Linked DNA regions of Mus musculus: all the other regions are linked to region 1. The links are chromatin contacts, called in public HiChIP or PLAC-seq and promoter capture Hi-C maps. All regions are on one chromosome and are shown on one strand. The core of a region is the stretch at or near the end of the contact, and the rest is flanking DNA. Distances in the headings are between cores, read along the strand shown.

Region 1 (4,000 bases), core at 603-3,102:
GCTAATTGCACCAAAAGTTAAAACCCAGCGTCGCTAACTACTAGGCTTCTGTGAGCTAAGAGGTCTTCCTGAGAAAATGGTGTTATTGGCAGAAGCTTCAGGGCTCACAAAGGGAGGACAAGTGAGAGCTGATGAATGGGCCATTCATCTCTACAGCTTTGTTGAGTCATGCACGTTTTGTGCCTTCCTCAGGTAAAGCTCGACAGGTGACATCTTACCCTGTGTCATTGAGCCTACGGGGCAAAAGTTTTAAAAAAAAAAAAAGGTTCGTTGGAATTGTGAAACCCTATTACAGATGCAAGTATGATTTGAAAGAAATACTAGTTGCATCAGATACTGAAAGTTCAGTTTTTTGGCTTGTGTGTGTGTGTGTGTGTGTGTGTGTGTGTGTGTGTGTGTGTGTGTGTGTGTGTGTGAAAGCAGAACAACTTCTTCCCTGTATCATTAAATACATCAAGAGGCAAGACAATGGATGATGATGATAATACTTTTGAGGAGGCAAGTTTCCCGAAGCCCAGTCCAGGCCCAAGTTTGTTCTGTTAGGTATCTAAAAGTCCTTCAGACTAGCTATACAGCTAATGCTTTTGAGTTCTTGCTTGACCCCCAAAGCTCTCCACAAGTGGCTTATGGTGTTTTGTTGTATGTTTAAGATTGTTTCTATTTTTGTTTAGTTTTGAGGTTGAGTTTTCCTGTGTAGGCCACGCTAGCCTCAAACGCCCTAGGTGACCTAAACTGCTGATTGCCCTGCATTCGCTGCCACCATGCTTTTTTATACTGGGCTGGAAACTGAACCCAGGGCTTCTAGCCTGCTAGGCAAGAACTCTACCACTAGGGCTCTATTCCCAAATGCTACGGATTGTGGTTTTGGAAGTCCTAAGAGTAAAGCTCTTTCTGACTTGTCCTCCTAAGTTCATTAACGTGGGTCTTCGGAATCTGCAAATTATAAAGTTGCTTTGCATCGCTCCCCAAAAGTGACCAGCGCAAGAAACCCTTCTGATGCGTTAGCAGCATTAAAAGGCGACAAGTAAAAAAACACGTCAGAATTTTTTGAGGAGACAGTATCCCCTAGATCAGGGTGACTAAATTTACTACGTAGCAGAAAAGACATTAACTAATTCAAATGGCCTCAGCCTTGAGTGCTGAGTTCAGTGACGACGTGCCATCAGTTTCGGCTAAAAGAACACTTTTAAGACAATTTTGTTTTTTTAAAGATTAATTTTATGTATGTGAGTACACTGTCGCTGTCTTAAGACACATCGGAAGAGGGCATCAGATCCCATTACAGATGGTTGTGAGCCACCATGTAGTTGCTGGGAATTGAACTCAGGACCTCTGGAAGAGCAGTCGGTACTCTTAAACTCTGAGCCACCTCTCCAGCCCAAGACAAATTTTTAAATAAACGCAGTTCACTTCCATGGTTTACGTCCATATCCCCAGCAGTTGGGGAGACTGAGGTAGGAGGACTGTCAAAATACGACATTACCGTGTCTCCCATAATATAAGCACTGCGATCATCCATAGAGAAACTCAATTTTGAGGTGGAGCAACCGCATCCTCTCTCCCTAACAAACTGCCACAACACCTGAGACCACGCAAATGCGTGGGCCGAACACATCTCGATCCCTCAGGCTCAACTCGCCTAACGTGCAGGGCTTGCAATAGGAGACCCAAGAGGTAGGAGTATCGGCTCACGTGACCTCGGCCTCCCAGGCGCTGTTTCCACGCCCCGCGAGAGCGGCCACCAATAGCCAACTCGCAAGAACTCGCACCGCTCCGCCCCCGAGTACGCAGGGGCGGCCCCGCCCACCACGGACGGAGGAGGCGGAGCCAATCACGTAGAGGTGACGTGTTCTTTCAGCGCCAAGTCGTAAGTCGCCCGGGAGTGGTGGAAAAGCGCCTTCTCCTGCGTCCTAGGTGGGGAGTAAACACAGAGACCCAGAGGAGGGGAAGCTGGATGTGGAGTTAGCTGCGGGAAACACTAAAGTCCAGCCGGGAGAGTGACCATTGAGGTAACAGATGCGGCATCCAAGGAGGGTAGTGATTGGTTAGCTTAGAGTGAGCAATGGTTTGCGGGGCAATAGAGAAGGAAGTTGTGGGGATTGACCAAGCAAGATGTAGGTACCATGATGTGGCAGGATATTTGGAAGAAATCAGTGCACGTAAGGATAAGAAAGTGGGAACTACCTTGCTCCAAAGGTCTCCCGTTGGCTTGTAGAGGCCTGAGCGGATTAGAACAGTCTCTGGATTCAGACGCGTGTTGCCTGCCACAGTCCAGCAGAGTCTCTTTAGTCAGTTTTATTGCAAGCAAGGATGACTTCTCTCTCTTTTCATTTATTCAAGGTTATCTGGCTGTTTTTTGTTGTTGTTGTTGTTCTTGTGTGATTTCTGACATAGCAAGAACTATGTCATGGATCAAAGAAGGAGAGCTGTCACTGTGGGAACGGTTCTGTGCTAACATCATAAAGGTGAGCAGTACCCCGGGGGAAAAGTTGACCTTTTGGATAGTTGAGTAGTTCATTATTAAATTGTAGCAATCCCAATGAAGTAGAATTTAGTAAAGAGAGAATCTTGAAATTATAATGTAGTTTGAAGGGCTGCATTTCTAGTATTTATTGTACTGTGTGACTTTTTTTTTTTTTTAAGGCCAATCAGGGTCTCTTAATATCATTAGATCACATAGACTGTTAGATTTTCCTTCTGGAAAACTGAATTGTGCCGTTGAGAGTGTCAAAAGAGCTCACTGGTCAGGTGCTTTCTTGGTATTCACAAGACTCTGAGTTTGAAAAAGGAAGAGAGACTGTGACTCTGAATGGGAGGGAACAGAAATTTGTCTCACTAGAGTTGTAGTTCTCAACCTGTGGGTCCCAACCCCTTCAGAGGTTGAACAACCCTTTCACAGGGTCGGATATCAGGTATCTGACATTACGATTTCCGATAGTACCAGAATGGCAGTTATAAAGTAGCAGTGCAAATACTCTCATGGTTGAAGTCAGCACCTGAGGCGCTATATCCCAGGCTCACAGCATAAGGACAGCTGAGAACCACTGCCCCAGCGTTTCCATCGGTTTCTCCTTGCAGTGTCTTCTGAGTTAATGGTTCTTTGATGGTTAAAACTTTAACCATCTGCTCTAGAGACAGACATCCGTGAGGAAAACTGTTATTTACCAACCATGTGGCTTAACAAACTTGTCTTTTTTGAGGATTAAAAAAAAGAAATACACAAAGAACGTGGCACAATATCTAGTGCCAGTCCGTTATTTATCTTAGTATGGTGATATATAGTGTACATTTAGAGTACAGAGAACAGCTTTCAGGATCGGGCTTTGGGACAAGTACCTTTACCAGCTCAACCATCAAAGGCCCCCATCAGGAGTCACAGCCATGTCATATTCTGTGCCTGAGAGAGGTTTGGATGCAAGCCAGTCAGCCTGGCTTTAGTTTTTAGATACAGACTGTCGAGCAGTGTTTTAACAGTGAATTTGCGTCAGTAAGCCTTGTATTTCCACATACCTACAAATGTCAAATAATCACAGGGAGTCCAAAAAATGAAAACTCTCTCCTTAGGAAACTTTGCCTCGTGTTGGCAAAAATAAGTGTAGGAGACAAAGGCAGAGGAGAGAGGAGGGATGAGCGTGAGAGATGGCTCATGGCTCAACGGATAAAGGTTCTTGCCACCAAGTGTGGCAACCTGGATTCGGCTCTCACAGCTTACATGGCAGAAGGAGAGAGCTGTAGAAGTCAGGCCCTGGTTCGTCCTCCCACCCTCGTGCTCCCAGAAACAAGACTCCGCTTCAAAATATATTTACAAATACCTTGGTCATATAGCCAGGCTCTTCTCTGACTAGATATAATTTAAACTATGCCATTTATTTGAGCCTACTTTGTGCCACCTGGCTGGTCACCTATACTCAGGTGCACGCATCCTGTTCATGATGTCTTCCCAGCAAAGCTCTCCCCTCCTTCTTTCCCAGAGTTCTTTCTTCTACTGACATCTCACTTT
Region 2 (3,923 bases), core at 389-2,888, 1.2 Mb after region 1:
TTATTGTTATATGTAAGTAAACTGTAGCTGTCTTCATACACACCAGAAGAGGGCATCAGATCTCATTACGGATGGTTGTGAGCCACCATGTGGTTGCTGGGATTTGAACTCAGGACCTTCGGAAGAGCAGTCGGTGCTCTTAACTGCTGAGCCATCTCGCCAGCCCGACAAAGGCAACTCTTATGCTGAAAACATTTAATTGGAGCTGGTTTATAGGTTCATAGGTTCAGTCCATTATCATCAAGGCTGGAGCATGGCAGCATCCAGGCAGGCATCGTGCAGGAGGAGCTGAGAGTTCTACATTTTCACCTGAAGGCTGTTAGTGGAAGACTGACTTCCAGGTAGCCAGGATACAGGACTTAAAGCCCAAGCCTACAATGATACACTTATTTCAACAAGTCCAAACCTCCAAATAGTGCCACTCCCTGGACCAAGCATATTCAAACCATGACATGTTCTATTGCTGTTGCTTACTGAAACCTGGAGAATTTATTATTATTATTATTATTAATTTTACTGTCTAGCAGGGCATAGTGTTGACTACCTTTAACCCTGTATCTCAGGAAGCAAAGGCAGATGGAATTTCAGATATGTGCTGCCACACCCTCCAACCATTTGTTTCTTTTAAAAACTGTGAAGTCATCATCCCATCTTTCTGCAAAAGTGAAAAAAGGACCATCCACTGCATACGAAGGAATGGTATGTTGTCAGAAACATATGGGACTAGTAGAGCCTGGCTTTTGGCTTTACATAGACTCAGGTTCGAATACCACTCCTTGTAAGGTGAGGCTAGAGCCTCTCTTCTGGAATCAATCTGTCTTGAGTTTTGGGAATACCAAGTGAACTGATCCATATGAAATACATACTTCCCCATAAGCACTCAATAGACAAAACCATTACAACCAGCAAGCTAATGGCTTAGAGGAAGATGGTAACCCTAATGCTTCCTATGTCACTATGACCCACAGAGAAAAATCCTAAGGGGCCATGAATTAAACATTTTTGAGAATTGGTTAAGTTACTAAAAATTGGAGGCTTTTTTTCCTTTTGAGTCTGTGCCTTGCAGCAGTTTGTCCAAAGTTTTCAAAAACAGACTACATGATTTCTGACACAGTCGCCTAATCTATAGATTCTCCCAGATCTAAGAAAATTACTGGTTTTGGGGAATTGAATCAGTGGCCTCATTCGCGCCTGCTGAACACACTACCACTGAGCCGTACACATCAGACTTGGGATCAGAAAGGACAAATGAGTAAGGATTCTGTTTTCAGATGCAGTGTTTCGAAGGAAGGCTGGAAAAAGGGGGAAAAAAAAAGCCATCACTTCTTATCTCTAGCCATCACCTGCTTATCGCTAGATGAAGCCCGAGGGGGTGGGTAGCTGGGAGTTAATGCAGATTGCAGAGCTCTAGGGTTTCTGGCGGAAAACGCAGCGCGAAAGCCGCATCAAGGTACAAACCACTCCTGACCCCGTGACCAAGGAGACACCCGCCCCCAGCCTCTCCAGCAAACACTGCAGACTTCAAACCCAGCCCCTGATGCCCTCCGCCAGAGGCGCTCCCAGGAGAGCGTCCTTGCGTTGCGCGTGCGCACGCACGCGCTGCGCACAGGCTGCTGGGATGCCGCCTCTTCCCTCCCGAGCTCTTAGTTTCCCGGCGTGCTTCAGACCCGCCAAATGGGAGGGGGAGACGCAAGATGGCGGCAGCCGTGAACTCCGGCTCCAGCCTCCCGCTGTTCGACTGCCCGACTTGGTGAGTAATGAGGTTTCTGGGACTGGAGCGGCTTGGCGTGAGTTAACCCGGACAGAAAGGAGAAGGTTGTATTTTTTTTTCCTCTTCCTTTTTTTTTTTTTTTTTTTTTTTGCGATGAAACGAACGTCTCAGAAAGATCCTGGAATGATTGAGGGAAAACTGTCCGCTGTGAGGGGCCGGGCGACGTGTGGAGGATCCTGGAGCTGGGGCCCAGGCTCTGCGGAAACCCGAGTTTTGGGGGCTCGAAGGTATTCAGTTTATACAGCGCTTGGGAGGTCAGCCGCTCACCGGGGTGCTTCAGGCCTTGGCCCCTAACTTGCCCTAACTCATCACTGAGTGCCCGATGCTCTCGGGGAGCATCAAACCTTCCCCGGGTGCTGAAGGTCTGGAGCGCGCACGAGCTGGCTTCCCTACCTCAGTCCAACCTGATGCTGCATCCCTCCGTGGCTGCTGCACCCTCCAAGCGGACTAGGTGCTCCTTGCGGGCAGGGATGGCGCGGGACTGTTCCCCCTTGTTCTCTGACCAGACCAGCACGAAACCCGGTACAAAAGACAGCAGAAGTTGTTAGCATACAGCATTTTCATCCCCTGGGAAGTTCAGAGAAGTAGTAGGATGGTTTCCGCGTTGAGTGGGGTGCAAGATGAATGAATAGGAACTGCTTTGCACGAGGATGCATCGGGGTTAGAGCCCTTTCTGCTGTTGCGGCTCTTCCTGGTTATTAACGTGTTACCTCTCGGGCTTCTGTTACATTGAGATCTTCAAGGGCAAAAACCCTTGCATCATGCTCAGCTCCTAGGCCTGAGTCAATCACATGGTAGGATATTCAGACAAAATATTTTGGCTTTAATGTTCATTTTAATCTGTATCTCGAAGCAAATGGGCTTTTGTTCGATGCACTGTCCTTTTAGCCACTGCCATGAGAGATTGGAGCGGAGCTGTGAGATGTCTGTGTTGAATCTTCAATGAGATAGACTCGATATCGTTTCTTCTGTGCAAATGTAAGGGCCCTGGAAGGTTCAAAAGAACAAGCCCAGGAAGCGAATGAATGCTTGGCTGTTTCCTGGATTTCTTTATTCTTTTAACATATCCATGTGCTTCAGCCTACAAATTCTTTATCCACACTGGTCCCTGGCTGCACTTATTTCAAATTTGGGCCAGCCAAATATAAAGAGACTCTTTCTTTGAGATCACCTGTCATTACCTCAGGGTCTGGTGTATACCAGGAACTGTGTCAGGTGATTTGACATTTGAGCATCCATCCCCTTGAATGATGAAGCGAGGTATAGAAAACAGTCTGATGACTTAGATTTTTTTTCACAAACACCTGTTCAGGGTGCCCCCACACCTCCCTCCCTTTGGAGCTTGGTTTCGTGGGCGTGGTTTTGATTTGCTCTAGTTCCCTAATTACAGATCTCTGATTTGGTACCAAGAGTTCATCTGGGTAATGTTTTTTTGTTTATTTTGTGATGAGAATGATATTGATCAGCCCCCAAACAAACAATTTTTGTTATTTGGTTATTTTAACATATATTTGTTTTAAGGCAAGATCTCTATATGTGATTCTAGATGATCTAGAACTCACCTGTTATACAAACTAGGATGGCCTTGAAGTTGCAATGGTCCCTCTGGTGGGAATTCACATGTGTATTTCTGTACCCAGCAAAACAACTGGTTTATTCTTTCTTTATATTAGGAGTAGTAAATCTTAGATGAAACCCCAGGTTAGACCAAGCATGCATCACAATGTAATTTAGCACAGGGAAGGTGGAGGAGGAGGTTAAAGGTCGTCCTCAGATCCAATCCCACAAAGGTTTGAGCCTAGCTTGTTTTTGGAGACGTGAGACTCTGTCTCCCAAAAACAAGAAGGAAAAACCTTTCCAGGGAACAGGACATTGAGCTGCGTTATTTCTGAAGGGCATAGCCAGTATTAAAATGCAGGAGTTTGGGTGGGGGGTGCTCTAAAGACAGACCCACTGAAATCTCTGAATAATTGAATCACTTGGGAAGAAAGTGTTAAACACTGAAAGAAGCTCTAGCCAGGCAGTGGTGGCGTACGCCTTTAATCCCAGCACTTGGGAGGCAGAGGCAGGCAGATTTCTGAGTTCCAGGCCAGCCTGGTCTGCAGAGTGAGTTCAAGGACAGCCAGGGCTACAGAGAAACCCTGTCTCAAAA
Region 3 (3,863 bases), core at 174-2,673, 1.2 Mb after region 1:
AAACAACAACAAGAAAACAACTGTCTCAGAGAGGTAGGGGTAGAAAGAGCACATCCCAGACATAGCAAGAGCAGTGTTCAGGACACCACGGAGACAACAGGGCCTTGTGAAAAGGCTTGAGAAATGACAAGCAGAAAAAGGACTACGAAGATGCTCTAGGTTTCTTGATAAAATGGAAGAAGTTAGAAGTATAGCTTCTTTTAGGAGATATTCTGGCAACCAGATGGCAGTCTCTGCAGAAAACCTGGTGAGTTTCGTCAAGCTGCTCATCTTTGGGCATCTTAACAGGAGAGTCAGATGGAGTGGGCAGAGGAGCATCTAGCAAAGACACTTGCCTCTCAAGCCACCTACGAGCAATGTAGTTTGTTTGTTTTTTAAGAAAGGATCTTTTTGGGCTGGAGAGATGGCTCAGCGGTTAAGAGCACTGACTGCTCTTCCAGAGGTCCTGAGTTCAATTCCCAGCAACCATACGGTGGCTCACAACCATCTGTAGTGGTATCTGATGCCCTCTTCTGGTGTGTCTGAAGACAACTACAGTGTACAGGCAGGTGGATCTCTGAGTTCCAGGCCAGCCAGAGCTACAAACACCTCCAAAACACTTGGTCATACAATGAATATGTACGAGGCAGAAAAAGCCCAGCAGATTAAGGCTTAGCGTGTCCTTCCTGTCAGTTACCAACAGGAAACAACCCCAAACCTGTTCTGAACACAGTGGACTCTTGTTCTTCAGGGATTTTTGTGCCCTGGGGACAGCGATATTAAACTCTACTAAAGCATACTTTCGAGTGGTAGGGCCAGGAAAATGGAGGCCGGGCGAACCACTGCAGGCTTGCCAAACAATAAAATAATAAAAACCCTGTTCCCCACTTGACCATACAAAAGACAAGGTAGGTAACGGACAGCTTCTGACACCTTGGGGTGTGCCACCCTCCCGCACGAAAACACGTTCCCTCCTGGCCAGGACACAAATGAGAACGGAGCCGTCAGTCTACGTACCGATTTCTTCTCCGCCTGCGACGGTGTGGGCGACCCGAAGCCACCGGGGGACTGCGTGTAGCCGCCTGCTCCGCCATAGGTGGAGCTGCTGAAGCTTTCGAATCCGCCTGCGGGGAACGACCGTCGTCAGAGTCTGCGCTGCGCTCCCCATCTCTATACCTGGCGACCGCTGTCCCCACCGCCCCAGCCGCGACAATCCCCCTGCCACCCCGCGAACGCCGCCGAGCCCGCCTCGGGCCTCTCGCTCCGTCCCGGCCTTCCTGCGCCAGACTCGCCCACTCCCAACACCCTCGCGTGACTCTCCCCACGCCCGCCATTACTATTCCACATCCTGGTCGCAGTTCTCCGGAGAGAGCGGCCCAAGACGCTCGGACACGAAAACTAAGAACACTTGGGAACTCTGTGCCGCTCTGGCGTGGCAGCCTTCTGGCTACTTTGCACTGGCGCCACAAACTCCTTCCCGCGAAGGGACAGCCAATCAGCGCCCTGGACACATTTACCTTCAGCCAATCAGAACTCATGAGTCCCCTCCTTTTTTTTTCGGTATCAAGGCCAAGCTTAGGAAAAACACCCGGCCCCAAGAAGGAATGGAAGCATGCGCGGCCATCTTTACTGAGGGCAAATTTCCGATAGGACAGTATTCAAGAAAACAACCAATCAAAACGATACTTCCGGGGCCATCCTCAAGCATTCTTCACACACACCCCATCTCCGTCGCATGCAACCCTACATCACTTCCGCCGCTCGCTAGCCCCCTTTTCCCGCCAAACTGCTAGTTTTCTGCTCTTCCAGAACTCCCGAGTTCAATTCCCAGCAACCACATGGTGGATCACAACCATCTATAATGGGATCTGCTGTCCTCTTCTGGTGTGTCTGAAGATAGTGATATTGTATTCATAAATAAATACCTGCGTGATGGTGGAAGGAGAGGCTCAACTGTTAATCCCACTGAAGATGAGTAGAAATGATTAAACAATTTTTGGTCAAATTAAGCAAGCTTAATTTTGTCAGAGATGGCTATCTCGCTAAACTGGGGTTTTGAGAAAACAGCATCGCCGGGCAGTGGTGGCACAGACCTTTAATCCCAGCATTTAGGAGGCAGAGGCAGGAGGATTTCTGAGTTCGAGGCCAGCCTGGTCTACAGAGTGAGTTCCAGGACAGCCAAGGCTACACAGAGAAACCCTGTCTCGAAAAAACAAAACAAATACAAAATGAGAAAACAGCATCGAACACAAGAGGTGAGGTTTATATAACCCCCAAAACTGCAAGAATATGGACATTTTCAAGGGTTATGTAGGCACTTGGTCGAACATTTCAGCATTATTTGGCAGAACGTCTATCAGACTGAAATCAGGGTATAGGGTGTGGAACCTGTCGAAATTCAGAAAGTTGGTCAAGACCTGGTCAAATTAAGTTTTATAGAAAAGAGGAATGGACTTATTTTGGTAGTATGATAAGATGGCTTCAGAACTTAAGGTGGAGTCAGGCTGCTCCATCACAACTCCTACAAGTTGTCCTCTACACACACACACACAAGCACACACTCCAGCACACATGTTCATACGCACACACAGGCTTGTATCCAGGGCATAGATAACATGTTCATGTTTTCAAAGAAAGAAACCCTACCTGGGGGAGGGGTTGGCACACGCCTTTAACCCCAACACTTGGGAGGTGGAGGCAGGTGGATCTCTGTGAATTTGAGGCCAGCTTGGTCTACAGTGTGAGTTCTAGGACAGTCAAGGCTGCACAGGGAAACCCTGTCTTGAAGAAAAAAAAAAGAAAACAAACAAAAGAAACCTCATGGCCATACATGGCCACAGTTAAAAAGATCCAAAGATGTCCTGCTGTCTTGCCCCCAGTTTTGTCTCCCTCTCAGTCTCCCGTGATTTCAACCAGTCATTATATGAGTCATACACCTTCGTCTAAAAGCTGATCGAGCACTAGAGCATGTGTTTAGTTTTCTAGAAAGTATGTGGGTACGTGCACATGAGTTTAGGTGCCTCCAAAGCCAGAGGAGGTCTTGGGGGGTCCCTAAATGTGTTATAGGCAGCTGTCCCTTGGCCGTGTCCGTGTCCATTCTGTAATGCTAACTCAGGTGATCAGCAAGAGCAACATGCCCTCTTAACCCCTGAGCCATCCCCGCAGTCCTGTGTGCTCAGTTGTTTAATGGTCATTGGGTAGAGCACATGAGGGGCAAGCCTGCCGACCTGAGCTCTAAACCCTGAACACACAAAAGGCCAAACGCAATGGCACATCTGCAATCCCAGCACTCCTGTGGCAAGGAGGACGCTCCTGTGGAGGAGGCCTCAAGTACCAGCTCCTGAGAGTTGTCCTTTGTCTTCCAAGTGTGCACCATGTCTCACACATTTGACAAAGGTTATTTCAAACCATTAAATGTGTGTAGGTGGGTATAGGTGTGTGTGTGCATGTGTGCATAGGTGTAAGTATATGTGCATATGTGTGTAGGGGTGTGTATATATGTATATATATGTGTATGCATGTATGTGTATATGTGTTTATCTGTGTGTGGTTATAGTGGCATTTGTATAAGTGTATGTGTGTATAGGTGTAGTGTATGTATATATCTATATGTATGTGGTATATATTGTATATGCATATGCATGTTTGTGTATATATGTATTTTGTGTATGCATGTACATGTGTGTATATGTAGGTGTACTGGTGTGTGTTTGTGTATATATATGTACATGCGTGCATTTGTGTGTGTATATGTGTACATGTATGTATGTGCTATGTATGTAAGTATTATGTATATGTGCATGTGTATTGTGGCTGTAGTTTAGTAGAAGATCATTTGTCTAGTATGGGCTTGGGCTTGGGCCAAGATCAGAATTTCTGAGGTT

Evidence for each region. Promoter capture Hi-C pulls out the DNA fragments that hold promoters and counts their contacts. HiChIP or PLAC-seq counts read pairs in DNA pulled down with a chosen protein or histone mark.
Region 2: a promoter capture Hi-C map of liver shows a contact between it and region 1, with 2.7 times the contacts expected there. The contact joins the promoter of Ppp1r8 here to the promoter of Dhdds in region 1. A contact is called at or near these places in 1 of 39 promoter capture datasets (liver) and 1 of 9 other capture datasets (liver).
Region 3: an H3K27ac HiChIP or PLAC-seq map of microglia shows a contact between it and region 1, with 7 times the contacts expected there. The contact joins the promoter of Rpa2 here to the promoter of Dhdds in region 1. A contact is called at or near these places in 3 of 39 promoter capture datasets (liver, neutrophils and pre-B cells) and 1 of 115 datasets of contacts at active chromatin or transcription factors (microglia).

Annotation. Positions count from the first base shown.
Region 1 is chr4:133,998,734-134,002,733 of GRCm38.p6, reverse strand. Dhdds (dehydrodolichyl diphosphate synthase) reads left to right here and starts at 1,852. Exons shown (of 9, transcript NM_001362959.1): 1 at 1,852-2,009; 2 at 2,341-2,465. The coding sequence starts at 2,403.
Region 2 is chr4:132,840,884-132,844,806 of GRCm38.p6, reverse strand. Ppp1r8 (protein phosphatase 1, regulatory subunit 8) reads left to right here and starts at 1,638. Exons shown (of 7, transcript NM_146154.3): 1 at 1,638-1,750. The coding sequence starts at 1,695.
Region 3 is chr4:132,765,920-132,769,782 of GRCm38.p6, reverse strand. Rpa2 (replication protein A2) reads right to left here and starts at 1,423. Exons shown (of 9, transcript NM_011284.3): 1 at 1,317-1,423; 2 at 997-1,103. The coding sequence starts at 1,326.